3 separate regions of the Sus scrofa genome follow, and all the other regions are linked to region 1. A link is a contact called in public Hi-C and promoter capture Hi-C data. All regions are on one chromosome and are shown on one strand. The core of a region is the stretch at or near the end of the contact, and the rest is flanking DNA. Distances in the headings are between cores, read along the strand shown.

Region 1 (4,932 bases), core at 1,777-4,276:
CAGTAGCAATAAGCACATCTAATCTTGGTTTCTAAATATAATTTTCTAATAAAAGGAGCCAGTGATCCCTAGGAAACTTCTCATTACAGGACTGGGCCTGGGAAAGTACAATATCAACCTGGAACATCTTATGGTGCAGGAAAATAAAGAAGTACTAAAAAAAAAAATAAAACAAAGGGGATTTGTTGGAAGGACATAGGAGCCAATCCAAAGAGGTTCCCAGTGGCCAAATTTGGGACAATTTCAGTAATAAAGTAGTGACAGTAATGGATTATAACCTGTAATATATATTAACCCCCTCCCAGGAGTTCCCTTGTGGTGCAGTAGGTTAAGGATTTTGCATTGTTGCTGCACTGGTTCAGGTCGCTGCTGTGGCAAGGGTTCAATCCCTGGCCCAGGAACTTACACAGGCCGTGGGCACAATCCCCCAAAAATTTAAAAAGTAAAATTCAGACTATACTTTTGTAAGTTAGTGAAAAAATTAAATGGGGAGAAGGAAAATCTATTTCTTTTTTTCTGTCTTTTCTAGGCTGCACCTGAGGCATATGGAGGTTCCCAGGCTAGGGGTCTAATTGGAGCTGTAGCTGCCGGCCTACACCACAGCCACAGCAACTCGGGATCTGAGCCGCGTCAGTGACCTACACCACAGCTCACGGCAACTCTGGCTCCTTAATCCACTGAGCAAGGCCAGGGATTGAACCTGCAACCTCATAGTTCCTAGTTGGATTTGTTAACCACTGAGCCATGACGGGAACTCTGGAAAATCTATTTCTAACAGGATTCTAATTAATAAATGTAGAAGGAATAATGGAAGCCAAAAAAAAAAAAAAAAAATCACCATCTGGCAGATACTTGGTAATAAATTCTCAGGTAAGAATTAGCAATGCAGAGTTCCCGTTGTGGCTCAGAGGTTAACGAACTCGACTTAGCATCCATGTGGACACAGGTTCGATCCCTGGCCTCACTCATGGGTTAAGGATCTGGTGTTGCCAGGAGCTGTGGTGTAGGTCGAAGATGTGGCTTGGATCTGGCGTTGCTGTGGCTGTGCTGTAGGCCCGTAGCTACAGCTCCAATTAGACCCCTAGCCCGGGAACCTCCATAAGCTGCTGGTGTGGCCCTAAAAAGACAAAAGACAAAAAAAAAAAAGAAAAAGAAATAGAATTAGCAATGGATGCAGTTGGTGAAAGATTGATAAACAGCATATTTATAGGCAAAGTCTTTCTCCATGAGATACATTAACTATAAAGGGAAAAGAATGATTTTGCAGTGGAGAAACCTGGCAAATTAAAGTTAACACCGCTAACAATGAGACAAATTGATCTCATGGGACTCTCAATGAGATGCATTGAGAAGAATACATTCCTCTTGGGGTGGTCTTGCTTCAACTGCATAACCTGAATTTAATTATGGAGTATCAGACAACCTCGAATTGAGGAAGACTACATTGCAGAATTTACAAAATGGCCAGTTCTCAAGGTCATGGAAGACAAGGAAAGACTTAAGTGACTATGCCAGTTTAAAGAAGACTAAGGAGAATTATCAATGGCAATATATGATCCTGGATTGGATCCTTATCCAGAAAGGACCCTAAAGACACCGATGAAATTTGAATAAGGTTTGTAGATTAGTGATTAATAATATATGAGTGTTAATCTAATTTTGACCATGTACTGTGATTATGTAAAATGGTAACCTATAGAGAAACTGGGTTAAGAGTATTTGGAGAAATCTTTTTTTGTAGCAGTTTTAAATCTAAAGCCAATTCAAATGTTTAAAAAATTGTAGATGAACATTAGGTGTGCAGGGAGCAAAGAGGGTGTGGGTCCTTCAGTTCACCTTCATGGCACTCAGAAATTTACTCAAAGGCAAATACCAGACACTAGTTTCTCCCGGGGCAGGGTGGTGGTGTCTTATCTGTGTTAAGTAAGAAGTTTCAGAAGGAGGAAAGAAAAGCACGTGTTGAAAGGAAATAACAAGCCCCAAATGGTGTCATTTGTCCCCACAATAACAAACCAAGACTTATTTCTAGTTTCAGGCTTTCTCAAGAATGTGTTAAATCTTTAAACAATCAATCTGGAATTTCCTGGTTAGCACCAGAGAGATAATTTGCATGATAAAACCCTAGCCGTTCCCCTCCCCTAAAAGGTGACCGGGCCTAAAACAATGCTTTCTTTTCTTTTGCTAGTAACTTCCTTGCCCCACTTTCCTACTGCCTATGAAAACTTTCGATTTTGTACATCTCCTTGGAGTATCTCTCCGTTTGCTAGATAGGATCCTGCCCGATTCATGAACTGTTAAATAAGGACAATTAATTTTCACGTTTATTTGGCTGAATTTTTTGTTTTGCTTTTTTAACACACGTAGAGAAAGAAGGGTTTCAGGGGAAGAAGAAAACTTGATGCACGGACAGCTTGGCTTCTGGATGTTCAACAATAGTTCTTTCCTTCTCCTTTCAATGTATGTCTTAGAGAAGAGTCAAGAAAAAGCAATCATGAGGAGCCAGGGCAGTTTTAATGGGTCATCGCCCACCCGTCCTACACAGGAGGAGGGAGGGCACAGAAGATGCCCAATCTCGGTGTTACAGATGCTCGCTGTTCAGGGCTATAATTTGTCAGAGCACTAGAGTCACAGGGACCTCACACCCACAAAATTGGTGCTGCACAAAATAGTGTCACACGGACACAACCACACATCCACTCTTAACACACACAGGACACAACTACACAATCATAGACACCTCCACACCCGTATACACAGGCACAATCACACCACTAACGCAGTTACACAATCTACTCACCACCATGACACACAAAGACACATTCAAAATAGCGCATCCTCAGCCCGTTCCCGCCAGCGCGCACAAACCCAAGGCTCTGGACACGCCCCGTCCCCGCCCCAGACTCCCAGACCCCTCACCTTCTGCCTCCCCTTGGTCGCGTCCGGGTCCCGGCGGAGCAAACGATCTCGCCACGACGTCAAGAGACACGTAACGCTGGGCCGCTGTGGACTCTGGGAAACGTAGTCCAGGACCAGACCAGCCAGAGACATGATGGCGTCCTCAAACCAGAAAGTCAGAGCTCGGCCTATATGACACTGCTTCAAAGAGGAGGGTTCCAGCTCCAAACGTCCACCAGGCTTGAGCTGATATCCCCCCAAGGTAGGACTACTTGACCTGAGAGCCTCATAATCAAAGGACGTGGCCGCAACATTCGTATAGGAAAGGCAGAAGGAGATACTGGGTGTCGACCCGCAAAGCATTAAGGGAAATGTAGTTCAAGGCCGGAAAAGCGGCATTGCTTTGATAGAAGGTAACCAGACACCAGCTTGGGCTTGGCCGCGGTGACCGTGCGGGCTGCGTCGCGGGGGTTTCTGGGAGTGCTCACTCGCCCTCTGAGTGCGCAGGCGCAGCATACCGAGTGGACATTTTGGTCTTTGTCCGCGGGTCAGTCCGGCCCCTGGGTCCACGTGGCGCGAAAATAGGAGGTGGGATGTGGACGTCTTGGGCCGATAGGGTCGGGGAGGTTGAGGGGAAGGATTCCAGATCTATTGGGGTGCGGCGCGAGGAAGGGGAGTGGGTTTTAGAGCTTCTAGTCTACGTGTGGGGTGGGGGTGGGGGCCTCTGAGGAGGGTTCGAGTGTGCGTGACCCTGAGTTTGACCGCAAGTTAGACTAAATGTTTGAGAACATTGAGGAAGAAACTGGGCTCAGGGTATGTATGGCTTGCGTCTAAGAGGGAGACCGGCATTGAGATAACGTCCGAGCGGCACTTCTCTTGTCGAAAGTGCTGATAATAACGGTGCCATCTTCCTGGAATACCTAATTTACTTGCAGATTGGAAGGGGGTTAAGCACCAAGTGGTAATTAATTTTAAAATATGCTTTTCTATAAAATACATTTCTTATTAATTAGGTACAATGCAAATCATCGTGACTTATTGCTTTTTTTTTTAAACAAGCAGAAATATTTCAAAGGAACTTTTTGTTATGGGGACCCTGTTTCAAACGGTCTCAAATATTCTGATCTTTGAGGAACTTTAATAGGGCTGCTGTTAAGCCTAGGTAGAGTAGATATCAGCGTTACCTTTTGAGAAGTAGTGTCAACATATCGCAGAAAGCAGAGTACTAGGAAGTCAAGGGTCTGGGGTTCTAGGATAAACACAGTTATCCTCGTTCTTTGGGGAAAAAAAAAAACAAACAAACTTGCTGCAGTGTTTATCCATGAATCCGAACTAGTTAGGTGTACTAACTCCTAAATGCGTGGAAGTGTTCTCAGGTTGTATGGGTTTTGTGAAGAAAGGGAGATACTATTATTAAGGATAACCCACAGTTGTCCTTCAAGGTTTTAAATAATAAGAGAGTTAAATAATTGGTTACCAAATCAGTGTCTGTAGATCAGTAGCCTTCAAATAAACAACAGTCAGGTAGAAGGTATAGTAGAAGACCACTGTTTACACGAACTGTCTTTTAAAAATCGAGGAGTAAATTTAAGAAACGTTTAAAACTATTGGAAAAGAACTTTAGAATACTGCTTTCGGGGGTAACATAAGATGTGAACAAATAAATATACAATGTTTTTCAGTGGGAATTTCTCATAAAGAAGTGTGTGCAAGATTTCCCATCGTGGCTTAGCAGTAATGCACTAGACTAGTATGCTTGAGGACTTGGGTTCAATCCCTGGCCTTGCTCAGTGGGTTAAGGATCTGGTGTTGCCTTGAGCTGCATTGTAGGTCACAGACTTGGCTTGGATTTGGCGTTGCTGTGGCTCTAGCGTAGGCCATGGGCTGCAGCTCCGTTTCGACCCCTAACCTGGAAACTTCCATATGCCACACCTGTGGCCGTAAAAGGACCAAAAAAAAAAAAAAAAAAAAAAAAAAGGTGGATAAATTCAAGGGTTTGGGGTTTTTATGCTTTTTACGTCAGTACATGTGGCGTAT
Region 2 (4,932 bases), core at 1,413-3,912, 240 kb after region 1:
AATTACTGAGACCGACCTTGTGATTCAAAGAATTTCAGATACTTTTCCTTAGCTAAGAGTAACTGAAAAAGTTATTAAATCACCCATAATTTCCAGAAAACCTCATTCAGATCTGTTAAAAGTAGTACACAGAGGTAAAAAAGTATTTTTCTGGTGTACTACCTATTGAACTCTAGTTATTTCAACATATTAGAATTAGTTTAGATTGTGTTCCAAGTATGCAATTCAGTAATCCAGAAATTATAATTTTAGGAGTTCCTGCTGTGATAACAGTGGGTTAAAAACCTGACTGCAGCAGCTCAGGTTGGTGCGAAGGGCAGGTTCCATCCCTGACCCAACTCAGTGGGTTAAAGGATCCAGCATTGCCGTAGCTGAGGCTCAGAATCAATCCCTGGCCTGGGAACTTCCATGTGCCACTGGTGTGGCCATTGAAAAGAAAGAAAGAAAGAAATTGTAATTTCAGCTCTTACTGTCTTCTTTTTTGAGTAACATATATAATTTTAAGGTGTACTATGTGACTATTTGATATATATATATATATATAGCCAAAAGATCACCATAATAAAGTTAGTTAACACCTCTCTCCCCTCGCAAAATTAGCCTTTTTTGCTTGTGGATAAGATTTAAGATCTAATCTTTTAAATTCCAAGTATATAAAAAAACAGCATTATTAATACTAGTCACTCCTGCTATAGACTAGACACCCCCCAGGACTTATTTATCTTATACCTAAAAGTCTGTCACCTTTGACTAACATCTCTCCATTTCTCCCACCCCCTGGCAACAACTATTATTCTACTCTCTATTTCAAAGAGTTTGGGTGGTGTTTAGATTCCTCATACAAGTGAGAACATATTATTTGCCTTTCTCGGTCTGATATATTCCACTTAGCATAATACCTCAGTGTCCTTCCATCTTGTCACAAATGGCAGGATTTCTTTCTTTCTTTAGGGCCAAATAATACTCCAGTGTGTTCGTGTTTCTTTTTCTTTTATTTTAGGGCCGAACCTGTGGCATATGTAAGTTCCCAAGCTAAGGGTCAAATTGGAGCTGTCACTGCCAGTCTACACCACAGCCACAGCCAAGCCAGATTCGAGCCTTGTCTGCTACCTACACCATAGCTCACAACAACACAGCATCCTTAACCCACTGAGCGGAGCCAGGGATCAAACACGTCCTCATGGATCCTAGTTGGGTTCATTACCACTGAGACACAACCAGAACCCCTGTTAGTGTTTCTTTATCCATTCATCTGTCAGTGAACACTTGTTTCCATGTCTGGGCTATTGGGAATAATGCTGCAGTGGAGACAGGAGTCAGATACCTCTTTAACATCCTGTTTTCATTTCCTTGGGATATATCTAATACTGCTATTTTACTTGATCAGTAACAGACATAATTCTGCAAGCAGAATCAAACCGACAGAGTTTCTCAGTCATTCATCAGTATCACTTATGCAGTGATCCACTTTCACAGTCATCATGGAATGAACACACAAAATCATGATAAATAAGACTTGGTATAGACACATTCCGTGTCCAATAATCTAACCCACTTCACAAAACCACAACTCAATGGGCCCTATGTGACATTCCTAACTCCATTGAACCCATCTCATAATTCTATAAAACAATACCAAGTCAAACTCGGAAACCACTTGATAGTCATGCAATCTCAAACACAAATCACAACTAATCGTTCTACAAATTTGTTAGCTTCTTAAAAAGTTAAATATAAACCTAACCTATTAGCAACAATTTTTTCCTCTTAGGTATTTCCTCAGAAGAAATGGAAACATGCCAGCGTTATTCGTAATATATAAAATCTGGAAATTTCAATGTTCATAGAGAAGAAAATGAAAAATCAAATTGTGGCACATTTGCACAATGGAATGCTTTCCAGAAATAAAAAGAAAGAAATACACAACATTAATAGATCTTACAGAACGAGGATGAACTAAAGGAGGCATATGGAATTGCAGAACTGACAAAACTAAATTACGAGGACATGTATCAGAACCATGGCTGGCTCTGTTGTGAGTCTGGAAAAGGACTCCAGGGAACTTCCTGGCGGTGAACACACCAGAGCAGTCAAACACGGCTCCTCGGTACTACGTGCCTCGCAGGGTGTCGGGGCTTTCTCTAGGGGCAGAACTGAAAACAACAACAACAACAAAACCCTCTGGTTCAGGACCACGGACCTAGGGTCCCACACGCACGTACAGTCCCGAGTGAAGTCCTCTCCTGGGCTCTCTCCCGCTGGAACTCCCTCCGCGCGGCTTCAGCCCTTCTTAGCCCGGCCTCCCTCCGCCGGGAGTCCCGATTCCCTCTCAGGCCCTTCTCTGCCGGGTTTCCGGCTCCCTCTTCCCTCCACGGCCTGGCGTTTCTGACTGTCACCGGGCCTTCCCGGCGCCAGGCTTCTTCGTCCGCTTCCTCGGCCCGCGCTGGGCGGGCTTCCGGTTCCCTTTTCTGCCCTCCCCGACCCGGGCTTGCGATTATTTCCTCGGCTTGCGGTCTCGTTCCTTACACGACCTTACCTCGCTCGCAAAGGGCAGTCACCCGTCACTTCGGCATCTGAAGGAACACCAGCTGCAACCCCTCTGCCGAGGGCGAGCGATCAGCGCGCCCTAGAACCCTCAGGGGTCGCGGGGCGCGGAGGAGTCTCTGCGGCTGGTGGGATCCACGTTCGGTTCAAATGTCTTTTAGGTGTTGGACTACATTTCCCACAGGCCCCAAAGCCCCAAATGAACTTCGACGTTTGGCTCCCCTTCCGGTGTCGCGGCGCTTGTAGGGCTATGCCTGGTGAGTTGAGGTGACCCAGGTCCGGCTGTGGGAGAGACAGGTGGTGAGGAGGCCTTTAGCTCCCAAAGCGCGGATGGGGCGTGTGCAGCTGGAGCCTCAAGCCTTGTGTGCATGAGCCGCGGAGGCAATTGTCTGTGACGGCGTCATTGCAGAGTGTTAGTTCGCACTCGTACGTGTGTGATAGAAAGCGAGAGCGAGTCAGAGGGTCTTGGGGCCCTGATTCGCATGGCTGGTATCTGACTGGGCTCGCGGGCTGTCAGGGGCGGAGCCTACTGTGTGACCTCGGTCTACAGGACCGTGGCCGAGAGGGTGTGTGACACCGCGACCGCGTGGTCCTGTGACAGCTCTGTTGTAAGTATGACTATTACGTGTGAACGAAATGGAGTTTTGTTTTGCTTTCAGTGAGCTTAAGTTCGGAGTTTTGTTTTTTTCAGTGAGCTTGTAGGAGTGGGTAAAATTTCTTTTATGGATATAGAATGTATATGTATACATATACATAAAATTATATGTATATGTAAACTATATCCCCGCGCCCCCCAGTACCCAGCGTAGTGCTTAACTTAGAGGGTAAAGGGAGTGTTACCCATCCAGGGTACCAATTGTAGGTTCCATAATTTCTTGGAATGTTTCCCTAGATTCTCTTCTGTCCTCACACCATGTAACCAGTTGGATCTAGCTGCAGAGAAATGATCGTCAAAGAGAAAGTCACGAATATCCCTCCTATAATGAAAGTTCTCAATAGAAAAGTACATGGTCAATCATGAGATGAGAGTTTAGGCTTGCACTTGCCTTCAAGATAGGCTTCTGGGAAGACCTGAGGGGGAGGGCACAGGTGCAGAAGTTTTTCCTGGGTTAAACTCCCTTGAATGCATTATGGAGGCCAGAACCACAGCATTCCCTGAGCTGTGGCCCCTAGATGTTGCTGGGAACATATATTCTAGCTCTGGGCATAGATGATGTTTACCTTTTTCTCTGATACTGGTAAAACTCCGTATTGTAGTTTCCCTCTTACTTCTGTTTTATGGTGAGTGATGGGCCATGTCTGGTGGTGGACAGTGTTTTCTTATTTAGCAAGTTTAGTCCCACAAGTCCCTTCTTGTACCTGTAGTTCCGCAAGTCCTGAAGTGAAGAGCATTGCTACTTAGTGGCCCATTCAAAGTCAGTTTGTGTTTGCTTTTTATTGTCATATGTTTTTGATTTACAAATCCTAGAAGATGTGCTTTCCTTCTCTTACATTTCCCTGCCTAAAAGATGCGTTTAATGTTGTCCCAGAGTTCTCTGAGACTCTCTTCATTTGTTTTCAATCTTTTTTCTCTTTTCTGTTCTGCATCCGTAATTTCCACTTCAGTCCTTCACCTCACTTATTCATTCTTCTGCCTCCTGTATTCTGCTGTTAGCTGCTTCTAGTGAATTTTTATTTGTTATTGTATTTTGCATCTCTTCTTGTTTAAGTTTTATATCTTGTATCTCTTTGCTCAGTGTTGCCTATAAGTTATCCATCTTTGCCTCCAGTTTATTTCCAATGTCTTGCATCATCTTCAGCCTCAACAATCTAAAGTCCTGGAGGTTGAGAATCTCCTGATCACTTAGCTGTTCTGGGATTTTTTTCTTTCTTCCTCATCTGGGTTATAGTTCTCTGTCTTTTCATTTTTATAGGTTTTTGGTGTGGTGACCTTTTTACAGATAATAGAGTTGTAACCTCTCTTACTTCTGATGGCTGCTCCCCTTGTGGCTGAAGTTGGTAAGGGGGCTTGCTGTATGGGAGGGACTGATGCCTGCCCACTGGTAGGTGGAGCTGATTCCTATCCCTCTGGTGGGTGGGACTTTTGTCTCAGGTTGGGATTAGAGGCAGCTGTGTGCCTGGGGGGGTCTTTAGATAGCCTGTTTACTGAGGGGTGGGGCTGTGATCCCACCCTGATAGTTGTTTGCCCTGGGGCTCTCAGCCCTGTGGGTGGAGCCAGATTTTCCCAAAATAGCCACCTCCAGAGAAAGGCAGCTGCTGAATAATCCGGAGTTTTGCTTCCAATGTCCTTCCCCCACAACAAGCCACATTCACCGGTTTTCCCAGGATGTCCTCCAAGAACTGTGGTCAGGTCTGACCCAGATTCCTATGGAGACTTTGCTTTGCCCT
Region 3 (4,932 bases), core at 1,318-3,817, 170 kb after region 1:
GGTAATTAAGATCTTTGTGAACTAAATTATGACATAAGGCTGGAATGTTGATAGAGCCCTGAAGTGGGACATCAAAGATGTATTGCTGGCCTTGACAGCTGAAAGCAAACTGCCTCTGGTTGTCTTCATTAATACGAGGGAAGAAAAAAATTGCCAGATCAATAGTTACATCCAGGTACCAGGAATGTGCTAATTTGCTCAATGGATGAAACTACATTCGGTGCAGCAGCTGCAATTGGCGTCACCACCTGGTTAAGGTTATGATGATCCATTATCATTCTCCAGTGTCCATCTGTCTTCTGCGCAGGCCAAATAGGCAAGTTGAATATGGATGTGGTGGGAATCACCTCCTTTGCATCTTTCAAGCCCTTAATGATGGCACTGATTTCTGAAATGCAGTGTTTCTTTTGGTTTACTGTTTTTCTAGGTAGAGGCCGTTCTAGTAGCTTCCACTTGTCCTTTCCCACCATCATAGCCCTCACTCAACAGGACAGAGAACCCATGTGAGAATTCTTAACAGCTGCTGAGTATGTCTATCCCAATTATCCATTCCAGGACTTGGGGGGGGAAAAAACCACAGGATGGGTTTAGGGTCTACTTTAGATGGACTTGAGCTAAAACTTCATCGATCACCTGACTGCTACAGGCCCTGGTCCACCCTGACTAGTGAACCACAGTGATGTTTTGGGTCTCCTAAAATTAGTGTCCAGAACCAGTGTTCAGTATTCCCTGAAAGTTCTGATCACTTCCTTTTCCTTGACATAGTTATCCGGGTAAAGGCTGTAGGTTCCTTTGGGAAAGCTTAGGGGAAAATTTAACAATGTAAATTTTTGGTAATGTAGCAGGGCCACTCATTGCAGAGGTTCTAAGTCTGTATAGAGGGTTAAGTCTGAGAAATGAGGGGCTGTGACTCTTATCATTCAAGCTAGACTTTTGTTCTCTTGCCCTAGAACTCTTCCATTTATACAGGTCAAGTTAAAGAGTTTAGCAGACTTACCATCTTTCACGTCTACCAAAGAACATCAACCATTCTTCCAGTTACCACATGACAGAAATTAAAAAAAAAAAGTCATGGTCATTTTGCTTTTTATTTATTTTTTTGTCTTTCGTTTTTTGAGGGCCAAACCCGCGGCATATGGAGGATCCAGGCCAGGGGTCTAATCAGAGCTGTAGCCACTGGCCTACGCCAGAGCCACAGCAACACGAGATCTGAGCCACAGCAACACCGGATCCTTAAACCACCAACCGAGGTCAGGGATAGAACCCTCAACCTCATGGTTCCTAGTCGGATTCATTAACCACTGAGCCACTATGGGAATTCCCATCATTGTCTTTTTATAGGTAGTAAACTCAATCTCACACACTTGTAATACTGCAGTCTCTCATGTAGTTACTAATATAAAATCACAACCATATACACTATCTCTATCAAGATTTTAACTTACATAAGTTGCCTTCTAACACACACAAAAATGTATCTACCAAATCTCTCATGTGATCTCCTACCCAATCATACTCAGTTAAAATATCAAACTCAAATCACAGCATTATACTCACTCACTGAACATATATTTTCACTGTCATAAAATTCATCCAGAGATTTGGCTCTAGTCACAAACCACTTTCACAAACTTCGTACGTTTCACTCAACACTCTCTCCCAGTGATAGTCTCAAGTGCACACCATCTCACACATATGATCAAGAATCGACAAAGAAACACAATCCCATGTTCTCACAGATACATTTCCTCACACAAGAGATAGGGTTTCTGGCCTCTCAGCAAGGTTAAAAATCTTTACCATAGATTTGTCCCTTCTGGCAGTTAATCTGTACTAGTTTCCACCCCTCTCAGTTAATTCCAGTCTCTCATGCACACTTAGACACACAGTATCACCTCACAACCCCCCCCTCCCCTCCACCGCCAAGATAAGGCTCAGAACCAGTTCACCCTTCACCAGGAATCTGTGATTCATCCATTCGGTGCCTCCTAGTCCTAAGAGACAAGCTTCCTCCCTTCTCTAGTGAAATTCACCCGCGGACACTCGCCACAGCCAAATCCTCCCAGTAGTCACAGGTAGACCTGGCACACTGAATGTTACAAGGTCATTGCCTGTGTAACCGCGCCACCCGCAATCATGAGTAACCAATCACTGTCTCAAGCGCATACCTAAATCACATCACATTATGCCACCACACAAACACTGCGCGTGGCCAAGCTCACCGCCTAAACCTATACAAGTATGCACCACATCCGCTTTCACATACGAGTTTTCTCACGCTTGACACCCTCCACTCGCTGTCACATAATCCTCTCCCTCTCGATCTGACGCGCTTTCGGATACGTGGACAGAAAACACATCCAGCATAGCAACCGCACAGCAGAGGCTGAAGCTCTCTGCATCAGATCCGAGTTTGCGCCCCTCAGTTGGGCGGTGGTGGCATCTCTCATAGCCTCATTGAAAGCGCGCAGGTGCGGCAGGAAGTCTGGCGGAAGATCTACCTACTTCGCTAGCCTCCCAGGCTCCTTGCTCGCGGACTACGTTTCCCAGAGCCCACAGCGCGCCAGAGCTACTTCCGGTAGGAACGTCGGGTGAATGGTCAGCGGCAGAGGCGGTTGAGGGCTTCCCAGGACGGGTTCAGTAGGCAGGGCTCTGCGTGGGTCCTGGAATTCGAGTCAGAGCTTGGACCAGAGCTCCTCCTGAGGATGCTGAAGGTAACGAATCCTGTCGCCCCAGGACTGGCAAGAGGAGTGTCTGGAGTGTTAGGTTTCTAAGTGCAGGAGCAACCGGAGGGAGGGATTAGGATGTGGGTGTGTGACGGAAATTAGTCTCCGGACTAAGTGTATTTGGCTGTTGTGACAGCTCCTGGAGTCATGCTTTTGTGACAGTGTAATTGTGTGCATGGGCATATGTGTAAATGACGTTTGTGTTTGTGACCATGATTGCAATTGGCTCTTTGTGTAAGCCCCATTTATTTATATAAAAGAAAAGCACATTTACACAAACCCTTACAACCACGCAACGAAGTAGTTAGGGAGACATTCCAGTAGTCACCTGTGGATTCATACACGCGTCATAAAACCAAAATCACATAAGCTACCCCATGTTTATTATCACAAAACTTCAGGCAAAGCGACATATATTATAGCAACAGCAAGTAATGAAAACAAAAAAACTACTCTTGGAGTTCTCTTATGGCTCATCAGGTTAAGGATCCAACTGCACTATCACCTTGCAGTGGCTTGGGTCACTCCTGTGACCCGGGTTCGATCCCTGGCCTAGGAACTTGCACATGTCACAGGCGCAGCCAAAAAACAAACAAGCACTACCCTTGCCAACTTAGTCTACTTCCTCAACTGAAGAGCTCTCACAGGATCTGAAGAGCTCACACAAGAATCATAGAAATAGAGAACATAACATAGAGCAGAAACTTATGACCTAGAACATAGAAACATAGCTCACACAATCATAGAAATGTAGTCTCCACGGCTCTGGCTACTGCATATCACACTCAAAAGTCACACAAAGTTTGAGCTGCAGGAAAAGCCTGTTATCTCATAATTTTTCTCTGCCTCACTATTTCTGCCATTCCCCTTAGAAACACCTCGAATGGGGAGTTCCCGTCGTGGCGCAGTGGTTAACGAATCCAACTAGGAACCATGAGGTTTCGGGTTCGATCCCTGCCCTTGCTCAGTGGGTTAACCATCCAGCGGTGCCATGAGCTGTGGTGTAGGTCGCAGACGTGGCTCGGATCCCGCGTTGCTGTGGCTCTGGTGTAGGCTGGCAGCTACAGCTCCGATTAGACCCCTAGCCTGGGAACCTCCCATATACCGTGGGAACGGCCCAAGAAATGGCACAAAGACCAAAAAAACCCCACCTCAAATGGGCTAAAAGAATAGCACTGTTGCATGTACAAAAAGTGTCTAAGATTATTGAGTGCTGCTTCTTCCCTGAAATGTTCATATTAACCTTCAAAAATTCCTTTGTTATGGGAGTTCCATTGTGGCTCAGCAGTAAGGAACCTGACCAGTATCCTTGAGGATGTGGGTTCAATCCCTGGCCTTGCTCAGTGAGTTAAGGATCTGGCGTCGCCTTGAGCTGTGGTATAGGAGTCAGACATGGCTGGGATCCTGCATGGCTGGGGCTGTGGTGTAGGTCGGCATCTGTAGCTCTGACTGGACCTGGGAATGTCCATATGTTGCAGGTGCAGCCCTAAAAAGAAAAAAAATTCCTTTGTTATATTACTTTAAAATAAAAGTTATCTATAATTCTTAAACCACTCTGAACATTTTATTGCAGACGGTTTCACCCTTATGTAAATACATGTATGCTTATGGACATAAGTATTTTTCTTCCAAAGATTGGACTACAATACATATTGTTTTGTAATTCCTCATTAAAAGATAAGGCTTTTTGGGAGTTCCTGTCATGGCTTAGTGGTTAACGAATCCGACTAGGAACCATGAGGTTGAGGGTTTGATCCCTGGCCTCACTCAGTGGGTCAAGGATCTGGCATTGCTGTGAGCTGTGGTGTAGGTTGCAGACATGGCTCAGATCCCAAGTTGCTGTGGCTCTGCTGAAGGCTGGTGGCTACAGGTCTGATAAGATCCCTAGCCTGGGAGCCTCCATATGCCATGGGTGCCACCCTAGAAAAGACAAAAAAAACAAAAACAAACAAACAAAAGATAGGGCTTTTTTCTGTATTGAGGAGTAAATTTCACAAGATTTTCCAGCATGTGATTCTTTAAATCTCATCAGTACCTCAAATTAAAGACTCAAGAATTTATTTTGCCCTGGAAATTTTTGTTCTGTGTATTTCTTCCTTTCTATGTGTTGTTTTAGTGTCTATTTTGAAATTCCTGTTAAATGTGCATTAGATCTTTTGAGTCATTTTCTATTTCCTTGTCTTTTCATAATATCCATTTTGTTCCT

The links. Promoter capture Hi-C pulls out the DNA fragments that hold promoters and counts their contacts. A called contact is a pair of places that touch in the nucleus more often than the background predicts.
Region 2: a promoter capture Hi-C map of fetal liver shows a contact between it and region 1, with 2.7 times the contacts expected there. The contact joins the promoter of ZNF529 here to the promoter of ZNF565 in region 1. A contact is called at or near these places in 1 of 5 promoter capture datasets (fetal liver) and 2 of 47 Hi-C or Micro-C datasets (heart right ventricle and liver).
Region 3: a Hi-C map of skeletal muscle shows a contact between it and region 1, with 2.7 times the contacts expected there. The contact joins the promoter of LOC106510528 here to the promoter of ZNF565 in region 1. A contact is called at or near these places in 5 of 47 Hi-C or Micro-C datasets (heart right ventricle, liver and skeletal muscle).

Annotation. Positions count from the first base shown.
Region 1 is chr6:45,573,940-45,578,871 of Sscrofa11.1, forward strand. It overlaps ZNF565 (zinc finger protein 565), which reads right to left and starts at 3,027. Exons shown (of 6, transcript XM_021097171.1): 1 at 2,917-3,027. ZNF146 (zinc finger protein OZF) reads left to right here. Exons shown (of 7, transcript XR_002345320.1): 5 at 2,365-3,157.
Region 2 is chr6:45,809,643-45,814,574 of Sscrofa11.1, forward strand. ZNF529 (zinc finger protein 529) reads left to right here and starts at 2,663. Exons shown (of 4, transcript XM_013998445.2): 1 at 2,663-2,801. LOC110261284 (a long non-coding RNA gene) reads right to left here and starts at 2,677. Exons shown (of 2, transcript XR_002345332.1): 1 at 2,537-2,677; 2 at 1-2,153.
Region 3 is chr6:45,741,277-45,746,208 of Sscrofa11.1, forward strand. It overlaps LOC106510528 (zinc finger protein 461), which reads left to right and starts at 2,568. Exons shown (of 4, transcript XM_021097140.1): 1 at 2,568-2,714. The coding sequence starts at 2,706.